2 separate regions of the Gossypium raimondii genome follow, and region 2 is linked to region 1. A link is a contact called in public Hi-C data. All regions are on one chromosome and are shown on one strand. Each heading gives the region's core, a stretch centred on a gene start, on an enhancer-like site or on the middle of the called end of the contact. The rest is flanking DNA. Distances are from core to core; before and after follow the strand shown.

The links. A called contact is a pair of places that touch in the nucleus more often than the background predicts.
Region 2: a Hi-C map of leaf shows a contact between it and region 1, with 4 times the contacts expected there. The contact joins the promoter of LOC105787972 here to the promoter of LOC105787966 in region 1. A contact is called at or near these places in 2 of 2 Hi-C or Micro-C datasets (both in leaf).

The regions. Positions count from the first base shown.
Region 1 is chr2:8,924,946-8,932,679 of ASM2569854v1, forward strand. It overlaps LOC105787966 (V-type proton ATPase subunit H), which reads right to left and starts at 3,488. Exons shown (of 12, transcript XM_052625671.1): 1 at 2,799-3,488; 2 at 1,692-1,766; 3 at 872-997; 4 at 557-659; 5 at 409-481. The coding sequence starts at 1,721. LOC105787967 reads left to right here and starts at 4,726. Exons shown (of 5, transcript XM_012614600.2): 1 at 4,726-5,351; 2 at 6,299-6,561. The coding sequence starts at 4,953.
Region 2 is chr2:9,149,946-9,157,679 of ASM2569854v1, forward strand. LOC105787972 (putative gamma-glutamylcyclotransferase At3g02910) reads left to right here and starts at 3,797. Exons shown (of 1, transcript XM_012614608.2): 1 at 3,797-4,533. The coding sequence starts at 3,899. The coding sequence ends at 4,432. It overlaps LOC128034627 (serine/threonine-protein phosphatase 7 long form homolog), which reads right to left and starts at 2,039. Exons shown (of 3, transcript XR_008190749.1): 1 at 1,606-2,039; 2 at 1,435-1,519; 3 at 520-1,317.

The sequences.
Region 1 (7,734 bases), core at 2,238-4,737:
AATTGTTACATCTTCAAGGATCGAGGACCTACTTTTCGACAAAACAAGCATCCCAGAGAATCAGAGTCATCACTAACAATATAAGCCAGCTTGAGCCATAAGCAGATTGAGCACCAAGGAACCAACTCAATTTAGAGTCAAAAATAAAAATGAAAGAAAGAAGTGAAGCCAATATTTATAAATATAACATTTAGGAAAGGGATTCTAACTATACAGCAAACATCACTATTAGATACTACTAGCCAATTGATCATTGAAAGATTAAAGAATATCAAGAGTATCAGCCACCTTAATTCTCCACCCACCCACCCACCCACACACACATATACACAAGAAACACAAGGAAAATAAATAAATAATAAATCAGCCACAAATTAACAATGGAAACAATTTTGAGTAAAAACTTAACTTAGGAAAGGTTCATAAGTATCTTCATTTGCAAGAGACTTGTCATGAAATAATCTGGCTCTTTTCGGATTGGCTGCAATAGAAAATTGTAGTAACTAAGTTTACTAATGATGAATGCATCCTCACAAGACCAATATTCTTTACATACCTGTAAGCATTTCATCAATTAGAGCCAGAACATGTTCCACTGTTTCTTCTTTAAATATATCACGTAATATGCTAACAAACACTTGAACATAGGCTGGACCATCCTGTCACATTCAATCTCACCAATCAATATCTTTCTTTTATCCTTAGTTTGATTAGATTTTCCCATAGAATTTTATTTAGGCTTTTAAAAACCTATCCTGTTATGATGGAAGAGAAGTTAACAAAATTACTGAATTAATTGAAGATTGAAAAAAAGAACATATACACAAGATAATACCCAGCTCATAATTTAAGAAGAGTTGGAAAACGTTACATCATCCAACAACTGTGCCCTGACACTTTCAGCTCTATTATCAAAACGCCTTAACAGCTGAAGGCCTGTTCCTGAAATCAGCTTAGTTGTCATGTATGTTTCCCATGGGATGTCTCTCTTCAGAACCTTTAAAAGAGTAAACGACGATAACAAACTGGAATCACCAGTAACAAGTAACCATTCGTAATTAACTATATCCTTGAAAAAGTTTAAAAAAGAGATAATATGATTTAAATTCTTTGAACATGGAAATCACAAGAAGAACATAACATAGAATAAATGTTTAACAAATTAAGATCAGGGAAAATTTAAACAAAAGCCAAGTGGTAGTGTGCTTGTTTAAGAAAGCAAACAAGAATGTGCTCTAGTAGCCATGATGAAGAGAACAAACAAACAATTTGAAGCGTTTAAAAGAATTCTAAAACCTGTGTCATCCATCAAAGCAGTTCATAGGAGAATTCCTAACCTACTTTTGAGAAGCTTCATGCTTTTAAAGGTTTCAAAATTAAGGCATTCAATAACATAAAAAATAAAAGGATGCACCCATGGAAGTAAATTAAATCTACCAGAGAAATGAAACTTTAATGTCTAATTCTTGAAAGAAAAGTTTCACAACTTAAATGTCTAATTCTTCAAAGTTATAGTTTGCTTCTATATTCTACCGCACTTTCTACTTTTTGCTTGCAAGAAAATAACAGAAGCAACGACCAAAAGATCCCTGAAGCTTTCAAATTCCGATACCGAAACTTGAAACTCTATAATACTTAGTTTTATGTAAAATTATAACAAATAAAGCAAATTAAGTGATCAGATCACCAACCTGCTCAGTTGTTAGTTCCGCACGCTCCATTGGTGCCAAAAGAATATACTTCAAATTCCACGAAAATTAATGCCCCTGTAAAATATACCAAAAAACAAAATTAATTTTAAAATCGAACTCCCTTACATTTTACCTACAAATACACAACAGAATTCCATAATTGCTTCTTATGTTTAATCAAATCTGAAAAAATCAACATTACCAGATCAAATCTGATCAAATTTAAATTCTAATTCATTTCTCAGTTAAAAAAATCACAATTTTTTAAAAAGAAAAGAGGTTTTCTGGAGATTCAAAATTTTTAATCAGGGAGAAAACACAAGTTGACTATGAAAAAATTCATAGGAATAATTAACTGTGAAAATAAATTAATTCAAAACAAATCTTTAACAAAAAAAATTAAAAGAAACTACAATGCAAATGCAGCGATGCAAGGGAGACTGAAAATGTAATTCTGTTTACCTTGGATGAAAATTCAGAGGAAATTGATGAAAAATTGGAAGAAATATTATAAAACTAATAGAAAGAGAGAGAGAGGGATTAAAACGTTGTTGGATCACTAGCCTGAATACTACGGTTTCTTTTTCTTCCACTGGTGTGGCTCTGTTCTTCTAACCTGAGAGAGTGATCGTGATGGACATCAAAATCTTTGGATTTCGATTGAAGAGGTGAGATCTGGTGATGCTGTATGTAGAGTAGCTTCTGGCTGGTTCTCTATTACAAAGTTGACGCGTGGCTGTAGTCTTATCTACGGGTCCATAGCAAAGGTAAATATCTATGGCTTCCTTTTAGCCACAATTTTTATCTTTCTTAAATGTCTACAAATAGCTAAACCCAAATATATATATATTTGCTTCACTCCCCCACGTTAAATTCAAAATGCTTCTTTCTTCTGGTGCAATTATTTTTTCCCTTTAACTTTTAGGGTAAAGTAAATTGGTAGCCACTCAGTTTTGATTAAACTAATAAAATATTCACTAAATTTTAAAAATGTTCAGTTCAATCATTAAATTTTAAAAATAATAAATCAGTCCCTACCATTATTGAAAATTTAATATAGCTAGTTAAGAAAAAAAAAAAAAAAGGAAATAGAGAAGAACAGCTTACACTCCAGCGCCTTGAAGAATAGCGCACCTTGCAAAAGCGCCGCCTCGAAAACCTCGTCATTCTAACGACACCGCCAACAATACCTTTGATTCCCATTCTGCTAAACCCTCCTCCAAAATCCTTTTCCAAAAATCAAAATATCCTTTTGCAAGCCTTGTATCAGTTTGCTCTACATAGTTTCCTTCATTTCAACTCTCAAGCATGCAAACTTTAAAATACGAGTCGCGAGTGAATAACTTTTGACGCAGATAAGCCGTTTGAAGAAATTCCCGTTAGGCATTGGAACATTTTCTTTTTTATGCACAAGGTTCATCTTACGAACACTAATACTAGGAAAATAGATTGCATATTCTCATCCATCAGCACATATCCTTTCACAGCTTTGAGAGGAAAACTACAATAGAGCATTTGCGTTACTACCTTGGTGCATCCCAACACAAGAATTTGCTATAACAAGCAACCCAAGAACCGTCATTATCCGCGTCGCACCAAACTCCCTCACGAGGCACAACATTTGTTTGGTCGAGGGTTTAGGGTTGGAATGGATTGCAAGGAACAGAAAAAGCTGGCCACCAAAATTGAGAAGGAGATGACATAAGAGATTAGGAAAAAAGAAGAGGTTGAAAAGAAGCTAGAGGAAGTCGTTGTGTAGAGGGTTAAACTCTCCAATAGGAAATGAAACAGAAAACTCAAATCAACCGTGGGTTTCTCCATTTCTTCTCTTCTGCTTCTTAAATTGGGGTTCCACCGTAGATAGTTAATGTACAACGTGGCTAGTTAATGGGTCACCTCAGTTTTCTGATACTCTATAGAGGAAAATGTTCATTAGTGACCCGATTTGTTATTTTTTTTAAAGTTTAGTGATTGAGTTGTAATTTTCTAAAGTTTAATAATTATTTTATTATTTTAATTAAAGTTGAGTGATTATAGACTTATTTTACCCTTATTTTTACTAAAGATGAAGAGCAATTTAAAATTCGAGAAAATACCATATCATCAAATGTTTATCTTTGATATTTAAGATTTCAACTTTCAACAATCTCCTTATTTTACAAAAGTTCTTTTTTAAAATCGGGCTTATTGGAATACTAATGGCATGCATGCGAATACGGCAAAGAAATTCGGAAAAAAGAAAATCTTGAACGTTAGAGAAGATATTTATTGTCATATAGTAGAATTAAAATTGCAGAAAAATAGAATTTTTGTTAAAATTTGCCAAAGTGTGTTGCATAAAATATATTCTTTGAGTAAATTTAGACACTGACCTCTAGGTGTGTTCACTATTTATAATTGGCTGGAAACTTAAATGGGACTATAGAATATAAAGAAAATGAAGATAGCATTAATTTTTATTTAAAATTTTTATTCAATAAATAAATAAATATATGATACTGCATGTGTTTATGATATGTTTTAATTAGATTAATTTATTTTATATTAATATTTGATCTCAATTCTTTTTGGTGTAGCGAAAAAGTTAGTTGATGTTAAAAAATTTAATTTGTCATAATAAAGATGACTTGAAATTACAGTTTTATACAATAAGTTGATTTTGAATTGCACAAAAATATAATGTAATGTAATTAACATTACAATTATTACTTATTATGATAATCATTAATTTTAGGTATTCCAAAATAAATTGAATTTTTAAATTTATTCTAAAATGTTAAGCATTAAATTGCTAATACATTTCAGATTATTAATTTTGAAATTCTTTTTGTAAATTTATAATAAATTCAATTTATAAGAAATGCAATTACTTAAATTAATTGTTGATTTTGTATAATTTTATTTTTTCAATTACTTAAATTTGAGAAATAATTGTTATACATGCAATTTTACCGAATATTATGTAAAAGTAAACGTCCACGTAACCACCCCTGGGAACTCATAAAATAAAATAATAAATGGAGAAAAGAAAAAAGAAAAAGGAAAACATCCTTCCATTTTATCCTCAACACACCAACAGAAGCAGCGACTTAGAGCCTTTCTCTCTCAAACATTCACCAAAATCTTTGTGGATGGGGATGTCTTCTGCCTCCAATTCTCCATCCTAAACAAAGAAAACTCGATTCCCAGACAGCTCTTCCATCCCTAATAGGTTCCCATTTTAGTTAATAATAAAACCAAGTGTTTAAACTACTTTCAACTATGTCCTTCCTTACTTCTATTTCATCTCCTCCACAAATTAACTCCCTTTTTTGCTCTCCAATTTTCTCTCTTTACCGCTTCCATTCTCCTTTATTTTCTTCTCTATATCACCGCAAACAAAGTTATGGGAGTGGGAGGATTATAAGAGAGTTGGGGTTTCTGGGTGATTTCAGAGGTAAAGGGAGGGTGACTTCTGGTTCAATGGGGAAAGAGAAAGGTGGGTTCTTTTGGGTTTCTTCTCCTTGTAGTTCTGGAGGGAGTTGTAGCTGTAGCAGTAGCAAAGGAGATGAATTTGAGAGTGAAGAAGATGAGGAGGAAGTCGATGATGAAGAAGAAGGTGCTCGTTCGTTTTGTGTTTTGCCTGACAGATGGGATGTTCTTGGCCTTGGTCAAGCCATGGTATATTTCTTAACCATTCTTGTTTATATGTTGTCTCTTGTGTTTTGAATTTATACTTAATGTTAGATTTGTGTTTTTTCAATGTCTTTTTTAGTAAAGTATAGGGAAAAGAGAATTGATGTTAAGGATACAAGCCTTGTAATGTAGTACATTTCTATTTCGTTTCTTAGAGAGGAAAATGTAGTTTGGCTGATATATTTTCTTTTGTTCCTTTCAATCCTACATTTTTTTTGTTGCTTTTAAATCATTAAGGCTTTGGTCCTTTGTTCGGGCACCTGCTTTTTACAATTTTCCTTTTGATTTTCTTAAAGCTGGTTAAAAGCATTATCATATTTTTTAAAATTATATTAATAGCTAAAATATGATACACATTGAAACATAATTGTTCTGTAATTATGCATTTTGTCACGCAAAAATTTAATGAACAGATGTTATGCCTCATTTAGGATTTTGGTTGCATTTTCTTACCTTTACCTTAGAAACAACTAGCATCTAGTAAGCATAAAAATAAAGTAGAACCTTACTTATTAATGAAAAGATTGGTCAATTTGGGCTCTATTTTTGGGAACCTGTAAAAATTTCGGCTAGGGGTTAAAGAACTGTTTCCATTCTTCATCTTGAATAATAATCTGCTGTGTCTATCAAGGTGTTCTTACTGGTTTGTGCGTTTGTTGCTTTACTTAGAAGGCAATTACAAGAAGTTGAGTTATGAAATGGATTATTTAATGAAATAACTGGTATATAGAAACTTTATCTGATGGTATAATTATTCAATAGAATTTTCAAAATCTAACTCTTTTGTTGGTCTGCTTTGTTTATCTGTCAATGTTGGATTTTTGGATTCTTTGGAAATGCTGATAATTGATTGTAAGACATGGTTGCTGATATTTGCATATGGTATTGAAAGTATATTAAACTTTTCTCTGCAATTTACCTGCCAATTTCAGGTAGACTTTTCTGGTATGGTTGATGACGAATTCTTGGAGAGATTGGGATTAGAGAAGGGAACCAGGAAGGTTGTAAATCATGAAGAGAGGGGTCGAGTTTTGCAGGCTATGGATGGTTGCAGCTATAAGGCAGCAGCTGGAGGATCTCTTTCCAACAGTTTGGTGGCATTGGCAAGGCTTGGTTATAAGCCCATTGGAGGTCCTGCTTTAAATGTAGCTATGGCAGGCAGCGTAGGTAGTGATCCATTGGGTGGCTTCTACAGGTCAGGTTTTGTTTTGAGAAATACCTTGGTTCTTTTTTTTTTTCCCTCAACGTGTTTAATTTTTTTGAAAATGTTACTGAAAGTTTTGGGAAAAAGGTCTGAATTGGTCACTCTACATTATCAATTATCTGGTTTTGGCCTAATTTAATGAATTAAAACCCTATGTTTATATAAAAAATTTCTTTAAGGACAATCAATAAAGGGGATTAACTTCATCAATCAAATTCCATTGGCTCTTGTCAATGACATAGCATGTTATCTGAACTTATTGATCAAGTGGCACTTATCAGTTCAAAAAAAAAGTTTTAATTAGATAAGTACTAAAAACCTTTTTAGAATTTTAAAATATTAATTATTTTAATTCAAATAAAATATGATGTATAGATGGATCTTGGTAATGATCAAGGCCATGTTTAGATAAACAATTATAAAGGAAAGGAAAATAGAGGAAGATTTAGGAAAATATACATATACTTCTTTATTTTGGATGGTTAAAATTAGTGAAGGGAAGGTTGGAACTACACAAGATTGAACTTGGTATTGGTGGATGCACATTTAGGTGAGTACCTGGTTTGCAGATAGTTGATTCATAAATGGATGAAGCCTTTTGAAGCTCCATTAAGAACACAATATTTGCAAAATTAATTCTTAGTATTTGCTTTTTCTGTCTGTTTGTCCCTTTAATATAGTGTGCACTCTTCCATATATTTCTGGACTGCTGCTGGGAATGAATTCAATAAGAAGTTTGCCTATTTGGTATTTTTTTTCTGATGAGGTTTATGCTTGGTTTTGTTCTCTACTTCATGTTCATTAAAGTCATCCCTAGAACTGTAATGGAAGTATTGACATGGTCTAAAGAACTGCAGAGTATGAATAGTCATATTATTAGGAGATTTATTTATCCGTTAATGGTGAAATTTGTTTAGTAAAAGCTTTGGTGGAGGTTTAAGGCAACTGACCATCACTGTAGCAAATTAAAGATAAGATTTAAAGGATATTTACATCTAGCGTTTCATTTCCAGTACATTGCTAAATCATTGTTTTGGTTGAGTTTCTTGACAGCATAAAATTTGGGGTTTAGTTTCTATGCTTCTTTCCCTTTTTTTTTTTTTGTATATCCATTTTCCTATGCTCTCTGGTATAACTCCCGTACAATTCTGGGATCCACTAACT
Region 2 (7,734 bases), core at 2,547-5,046, 230 kb after region 1:
TTTTTAATTAATTTAGATTAGGGTTAGGGTTTTTAATTAATTTAAGGTTAAGGTTAGGGTTTTTAATTAAGTTAGGTTAGGGTTAGGGTTTTTAGTTAATTTAGGTTAGGGTTAGGGTTTTTAGTTAATTTAGGTTAGGGTTAGGGTTTTTAATTAATTTAGGTTAGGGTTAGGGTTTTTAGGTAATTTAGGTTAGGGTTGGGGTTTTTAGGTAATTTAGGTTAGGGTTAGGGTTTTTAATTAATTTAGGTTAGGGTTAGGGTTTTTAATGAAGTTAGGTTAGGGTTAGGATTTTTAATTAAGTTAGGTTAGGGTTAGGGTTAGGGTTTTTAATTAAGTTAGGTTAGGGTTAGGGTTTTTAGTTAGGTTAGGTTAGGGTTAGGGTTTTTAATTAATTTAGGTTAGGGTTAGGGTTTTTAATTAATTTAGGTTAGGGTTAGGGTTTTTAATTAAGTTAGGTTAGGTTAGGTTAGGTTAGGGTTTTCAATTAAATTAGGGTTTTTATTTTATTATATCAAATAATATCAAAATTTTCTTCAAAAATTTCTATGTGTATTACATCAAATAAACTTCTATTTTATTACATCAAATAATAAATTTAAATAGGCAATCAATGTCTATGCCCGGGGGATTCGGTTCCACATGGCGGCCGTCGACGGTTGCACGCTGGATTCCTCCTTCCTCTAGCTTCCGGCGGCGGTTATTCTTCCTCTGGTGGTGATTGTGGTTCTTCCGGTTCGGCATCTGGTTGTCAGACTTGGGACGATGATCCACCTTCAAAGAATAGTGTATGTGGAGGTGTTTGCATCATGAATGGCGACGGTGTTTGAAAGCCATACGTTGCTGGCGATTGGTAAAAAGGAGAGCTTCCCGAAGGCATGTGCGATCCCTCCTGCGCCGCTGGCCTAGACGTAATTGCCGTTGCCTCTTCTCTGGTGTAAGTAAATACGGCTTGCCATGGATCCTAAACCATGGCATGTATTCTGGAACGCACGCTAACTCCGGAACGATGATTTCTTCCCGAGTAGGTAGATATTCATGCCGATTTTCCCACATTTCCGTGTACTCTGACCAGTATCTAGGCCAATCCGTACCTAATAGTCGAAGGTCGATTTTGTGGTGCTTGTCAAACTCCTCAGGGTCTGCAGGAATCGGTTGTCTACATCCAAACTGTCGTAGCACTCTGTCTGTCTGGTGGGGCTCAACGGTTGCATAGTTGATCAACACCACTTTCACGTGCCAAACGTTCGGATTTTGTAAAAACTCTTCCGGGATTACTGCCCGAATTGCCGGATCCTCGTACGGTGTCCATTGAAACTATATGAACATGATAGAAATATTAGTTATATACATAATACTAAATACTAAATATTAAATACTAAATATCAATCGACTAGCGAATGTATGGAAATATCTATTTGCAATAATACTTACTTCTGCTTCTGACCGTTGGTCCAATAGAAGTCGTATATCTTCAAGTTCAGACGGTAATCCACGATAACTTGTCGGATGGTTCCACCTAATTAAATAAAATTTTAGCATACTTTTATTCTTACAAAATCTACATAATAATTCTAAACTGTAATATAAAATTTAGCTCGTTACGAGTGGGAATGTATATGGGTGGTTCACTCGAGGACGTAGAAATGGAAAGCGAAACAGTGCCCATGATTGCAGTAGTGACAGGCAACCTCCGATGGTTGCTCTCCTCGGTCGCGTCGCCCCGCACATCTCTCGATATTATGTTGCCAAGACGGCAGACCCCAAACTAAATTCACCGGCTCTTCTAAAATCAACGAGTTTTAGCAGCCACCTTAGATGTACACGGCTCCGTGACATGTCCGGCATCAGATAACCTCCAATTATTTGAAGAATGTATGATCGAGCATATCAGATTCTTTGGATTTCAGTTGAATTTGCATTCGGATCGGGGAATGTGGCACATAACCAGCCCATCTCGACCTTACCTCCATCCATTTTTTCCGGAATAGCGCCTAAAAGCTCGTAGCACACCGCCTCCCAATTGCTAGATTAGGCGGACCTGGATTGGGTGCCCGCCCACCCAGAATCCCAATCGCATCTTGACATCTTCTAGAGTGATAGTGCACTCTCCACATGGAATATGAAATGTGTGCGTCTCAGGTCTCCACCTCTCGATCAACGCACTAATCAGTTTCGGGTCCAACTTGCATCCTTGGCCTACCGTCGCCACGTGCCAAAAACCCACTCCCCGCAGGTAGTTCTCTACTAACGGTGATGGAAGAGCATGCATATTCCGGATATGGCATTCCAATACCCGATCTTCAGACTTTTATAACAAACAATAAATTAATAATTATCTAAAAATACTTAAACAAAAAAATCTTAAATAATAATTACAAATTAAATTTAATACTTACCATTTTCATTTGCTCCACCGATATGTGATTGCTATCAAGACGAATCAATGATCCGGTCATTGATGAAAATATAAAAAAATTTAAAATTATTTTAAAAAAATATAAAAAAAATTATAATTATTTTAAAAAATAGATTTGAGAGAATTTTGGAAGGAAGTTGAGAGGAAATTAAAATTAGATATGGGTTTGAGAGAATTTTGGAAGGAAATTGAGAGCATTAGAGAGGAAAAATTAGATAGGATTTGTTTGTGAAAAAAAAGGGGTGGGGTATATATATATATATATATTTGACTGTTGGGGGGGTACTGTTCACGCGCGGAGGACAAGGGCGCGATTTCCTTCCACATCAGCAGGTCGCGCTGACTTGGACGCGATGTCCTGCCATGTACCCTGACATCGCGCTGACGTGGGCGCAATTTCCCGAAAAATGGACCATTCCGGTAAATAATAAAACAATCGGTCCATTTCGGTAAATTAAAAAAAAGAGAGCTTTTTCTGGTAAATTCCCCTAAAATAGCGCCTATTATAAAGGTTATATTTCTTTCTGAATTTTTTTCATTTCTTAAATAAAATGTTTTATTTTAAAATAATATTCAAGTTGTCACATCTACTTTTAATCTACGATATATTATCAAACACGTGGACAAAATTATTTGACTCTTTATCCGCCGCTAAACTGCGCGTGAAACTTTAATAAAATCATTGATTTTATTAGTAGTTTTTGATCCCGACTTTTAAGTTTTAAGTAGAGGCTCAATTATTATTTTTATTTAATTTAAAAATATTTAGGATTTAAGCTTAAAATACAAAATTATCGATATAAACAAAGAAAAAGATGCTATGAAATTGTGATTTCACGTCATTTTTATCTATTTTCAATAGATGAATGAGAAATTAAATTTTCCTCCTGATTTTTAATTAAATTTGGATTTTTTCAAGAGGAAAAAGCTAAAATCAAGAAAAAATTGATTTGTCATTCTCTTATTAGAAAGAAATATAGATAACTTAGAATCATAATTTCATACCATCTTTTCTCATAAATTAAAATGCTTTAAAAATTAATGAATGTAAATGTATTTGTAATTATACATATATTATTTTTATATAATAATAGTACTTTAATTTAGGAAATATTTTAAAATATATATTTATATGTTATATTATTAATATAATTTAAAATTTATATAGATAATTTGATCTATTATTTAGCTAAATTACATGGTGTTTATTATAAATTATTTATATTAATTTTAACTAAATTATATAATATTTATTATTAATTATTTGTACTTTGACCAATAATAAAGTAATTAAATAAAACCATTTACCACCCTCCAGATTGAGAATTTTCTACAGTTAAAATTCCTAACCAATCAAACGGAATCCTCCTATTAATAGAACTCCACTCCCCATCTTTACCTGACAACCTGCAAATCCTCTCTACTTCTTTTTGTTCCTTTGATTTTCCCTCACTTTCTAGCCAACCAAACACCACTAGAATGGGTGTGGAATTGGAAAACAGTAATTGTACGAACCTCGTGTTCACATATGGCACCTTGAAACGGGGCTTTGCCAATCACGTGCTCCTTCAAGATTTGATGCGAACGGGAGACGCCGTATTCAAAGGCACTTACCGTACCCTGCAGAAATACCCGCTCGTTTGCGGGCCATACCGCGTCCCTTTCCTCCTCAACATGGCCGGTTCGGGACTCCGAGTCACGGGAGAGCTGTACGCCGTGTCGGCTCGGGGGCTGGACCGCCTGGACGAATTGGAAGGCACAAGTCGCGGGCATTACGAGCGGAGGCCCATCCATCTGACGCCGGCTGGGGAGGAAGAGCTATTGCCGTGCGCAGCTCAGGCGTATTACGCGCACAAGAGTTACGAGGAGGAGATGTGGAAGAGGAACGGGAGAAAAGGGTTTGGGGTATATTCGGAGAAAGAAGCCAAAGGTTATGTGAAACGTAAGGATAGGCCTCAAAATCTCAGTTTCTTGGATCATATTAGGATCTTCATTTCGTCTCCTTCTGATTAAAATCAATAAACATAAACAGTTGGAGAAAAATTTTGAATGTTGTAATGCTTGTAAAATTTTTCTCGAGATTTCAATGAGAAACGAGATTGAATTTTCTCAAATTTGTTGCCATTTTTTGCATGGTCATGGTGGAAATTAAAATGTCGCAATTTGAGTTTGTAAAATTACTTAATGGTGTTTAGGTGCAAAATTTTGGGCTTCCATTAAAATTTAGGAGCATTTATATTATTTTCTTCTTCATTCCATTCTCTTTTGGCCTCTAATAGACAGATTGCGGGAAAGGGTTTTAAAAGTTTAGGTAGTTGGTAAAAACATTAAGTTAGATATTGAATGAAATTAAGCTAATATAATGAATGGTTATAAATTGGGGAAAATAATTTATAGAAGTATTAAGGGTGAATTATACAATTAGTCATCCGGTTTTTTTTTTGTCATCAAACTATAAAGATTTTCATTTTGCCGCTAACTTTATCATTTGTTCCCGGTTATAGTCACCTCCATTAAATCATTAGTAGAAATGATGATGTTACCTTTTTAATTAATATAATTATCATTTAGTCCTCAACATTTTCACATTCTATCAATTTAATCCTAATTCTAAGTAATACCACAAATTCAACCCTTTATATTTATAAATTTCATCAACTTGTAACATGGGAAGGCAAAAATTGCATAATTATTCATCTTTAAACCATGAATTTAGACATGTTTTGAGATGATTTAAAAGAAAAGCTTCTTGAGAACGATGCTTAATGAAAATGACCATAACTATAACGTGCAAAAAGAAAAAGTGTAGCAATTTCCTTTCAAAGACTTCCCTGCAAACAATTATGATCACTATTTTAATTGCACTATTTAATTATTATAAATTTTTAATTTAGATACTAAAATATATATTTTTATAATAATAATTGAATAATTATTTAATACATATTAGGTAGAGTTTTTTTAACTCCACAAGTAGAGTTAAGAGGTTGCATGCTTATTGTTTTAAAATAAAAAATAAAGAAATGAATAATATATATTATATTTCATGTAAATAATATTTAAAGGATAATATTTTATAAGTGCAGTTTTTGGAATGGCTCCGCTTAAAGCACCGGGGTAGATGGGTTTCATGCTAAGTTTTATCAAGCACAATGGGATACTGTTGGGCCTTCGGTTTATACACTAGTGCGATGGGTGATGGAGGGATGTCCGTTGGATTCTAGAATCAGCAGAACCTTCCTTGTTTTACTACTAAAGATTTAAGGGCCAGAAAGGATTACACAATTTAGACCAATTAGTCTATATACGGTTCTGTATAAAATAATCATGAAGATAATTGTTAATAAGCTACTTCCTTTGATGATAAAGCTTATTAAACAGAACCAGGAGAGTTTTGTTATGGGTAGGAATATTGCGGACGACATTGTCATAGCTTAGGAAGCAATTCACTCCATGAGGAACTTCAGAGGTTGAAAATATGGGATGGTGTGAAATTTGACCTTGAGAAAGTGTAGATCGTATCACTTGGGATTTTTTAAGGGACAAACTCTCTTAAGTAGGTTTACCGGCAATGTTAGTCATTGTTATCTTAAACTGTGTCTCATCATCAAGTACTCTGGAATGGTGCGGTCACTGATGCCTTAAGACCATCCCGGGGTATTCGACAAGTAGATCCTCTATTGCCATATTTGTTTGTGTTGTGCATGGAGAGACTAGGCCACCTAATAGAGGAAGCTGTGAGTCAAGGGAGGTGGAAATCGCTGTTGCTTTCTAGGAGAGGCCTAGCATTGTCGCATATATTTTTACGGACGATCTTATGTTATTTTATGAGGTTATGCTGGAACAAGCTGGGAGTATAACTGATTCTGGACATGTTTTGTTATTAATCGGGATAGGAGGTGAATAGAAATAAATCTCAAATTTTCTTTCCACCCAAGGTATTGAATGGAACAGCTGTAGATATCTGAAGGAAGGTGAACTTTGTTCAGGTCAAGGATCTTGGAATGTATCTTTGGATGCCGCTTATTCATAAGAGAGTTGGAGTTAGTCCCTTTGATTTCGTGGTTAATAAAGTCCCAATAGACTGAATGGTTAGGAAGTGAAGAAGTTGTATCTAGTTAGTAGAATAACGTTAACAAAGTTGGTCCTCCTATCGATACCCAATTATTTCATGGCTACGGTACGTATTTCATGGTTACGGTATGTGAAGCAAGGAAATCGACATTATTAAGTTGGTTCGAATGTTGCCAATAAATTGATGTTGGCGGTCTTGGTGTGCGAAGTCTAGTTACTCAGAATAAGATTTTTTTATGAAGTTAGGCTTTCAATTGCTAACTAGGAATGATGCTCTATGGGTACAAATTGTGATAAATAAGTATAATGTTTGTGGGATCCTTCCTAATAGTATTATAAGAAGCAAATACTCAATTTTATGGAGATCATTAGCAGGGATATGGACAGATGTGATTAATAATGTCTATTGGGCTATAGGGGATAGGTGCCTACATATTTTTGGAATGAAAATTGGATTTTTCTGTTAGGTCCACTCAGAACTTTTTTTAGAGGATCAGATCGACTAGATGACACTTTACATGTTTGCTATGTAGTGGATGAGAATGCTAATTAGGATTGGGTTCGTTTAGGGAGCTTTCTTTCGGGTCACATTGTTTTACAAATAGCTGCTATTCTACCTCCTTCGATTGATGCGGGTCCTGACCGACTTTCATGGAAATAAGCGAAGTAGTAGCTTTTCATTGGCAGAGACATACAGAGGTATTCATCAATATGAATTAGTTGTAAACTCTAATGTTTGGAAGTTGATTTGGAAGATCAATGCACCTCAAAGGGTTAGGGTGTTCGTGTGGATCATGTGGAAAAATAGACTTTTGAATAATGGAGAGCGTGCAAGGAGGCATATGGCGAATGAAAGGCACAGTCCGAGATGTAGCAACGTCTATGAATTGGAGATCCATGCGGTGCGGGATTGCATTTTTCCTAAGACTGTTTGGCAGTCAGTTGTGCCAACTCATGCATGGGTAAGATTTTTTGCTATGCTGATGAACAAATAGATTTTATGGAATTTAGAGAATGTTGGGGAGTGTGGTAGTCAAAATTTTGAATGGTGTTATTTTTTTCCTATAATGTGTTGGTTGTTATGGAAGAACCGGAATACATATGTGTTTTCAAGTTACCGCAGTAGTTCTTAGGAAATAATTGATAAGGGCATTAGTTGGGCAATGAATTACGTGAGGATGTTTACTTTTGTGATTCAGACTAATCTTATTGCTACTGTTGCACATTGGTCAGCGCCGACT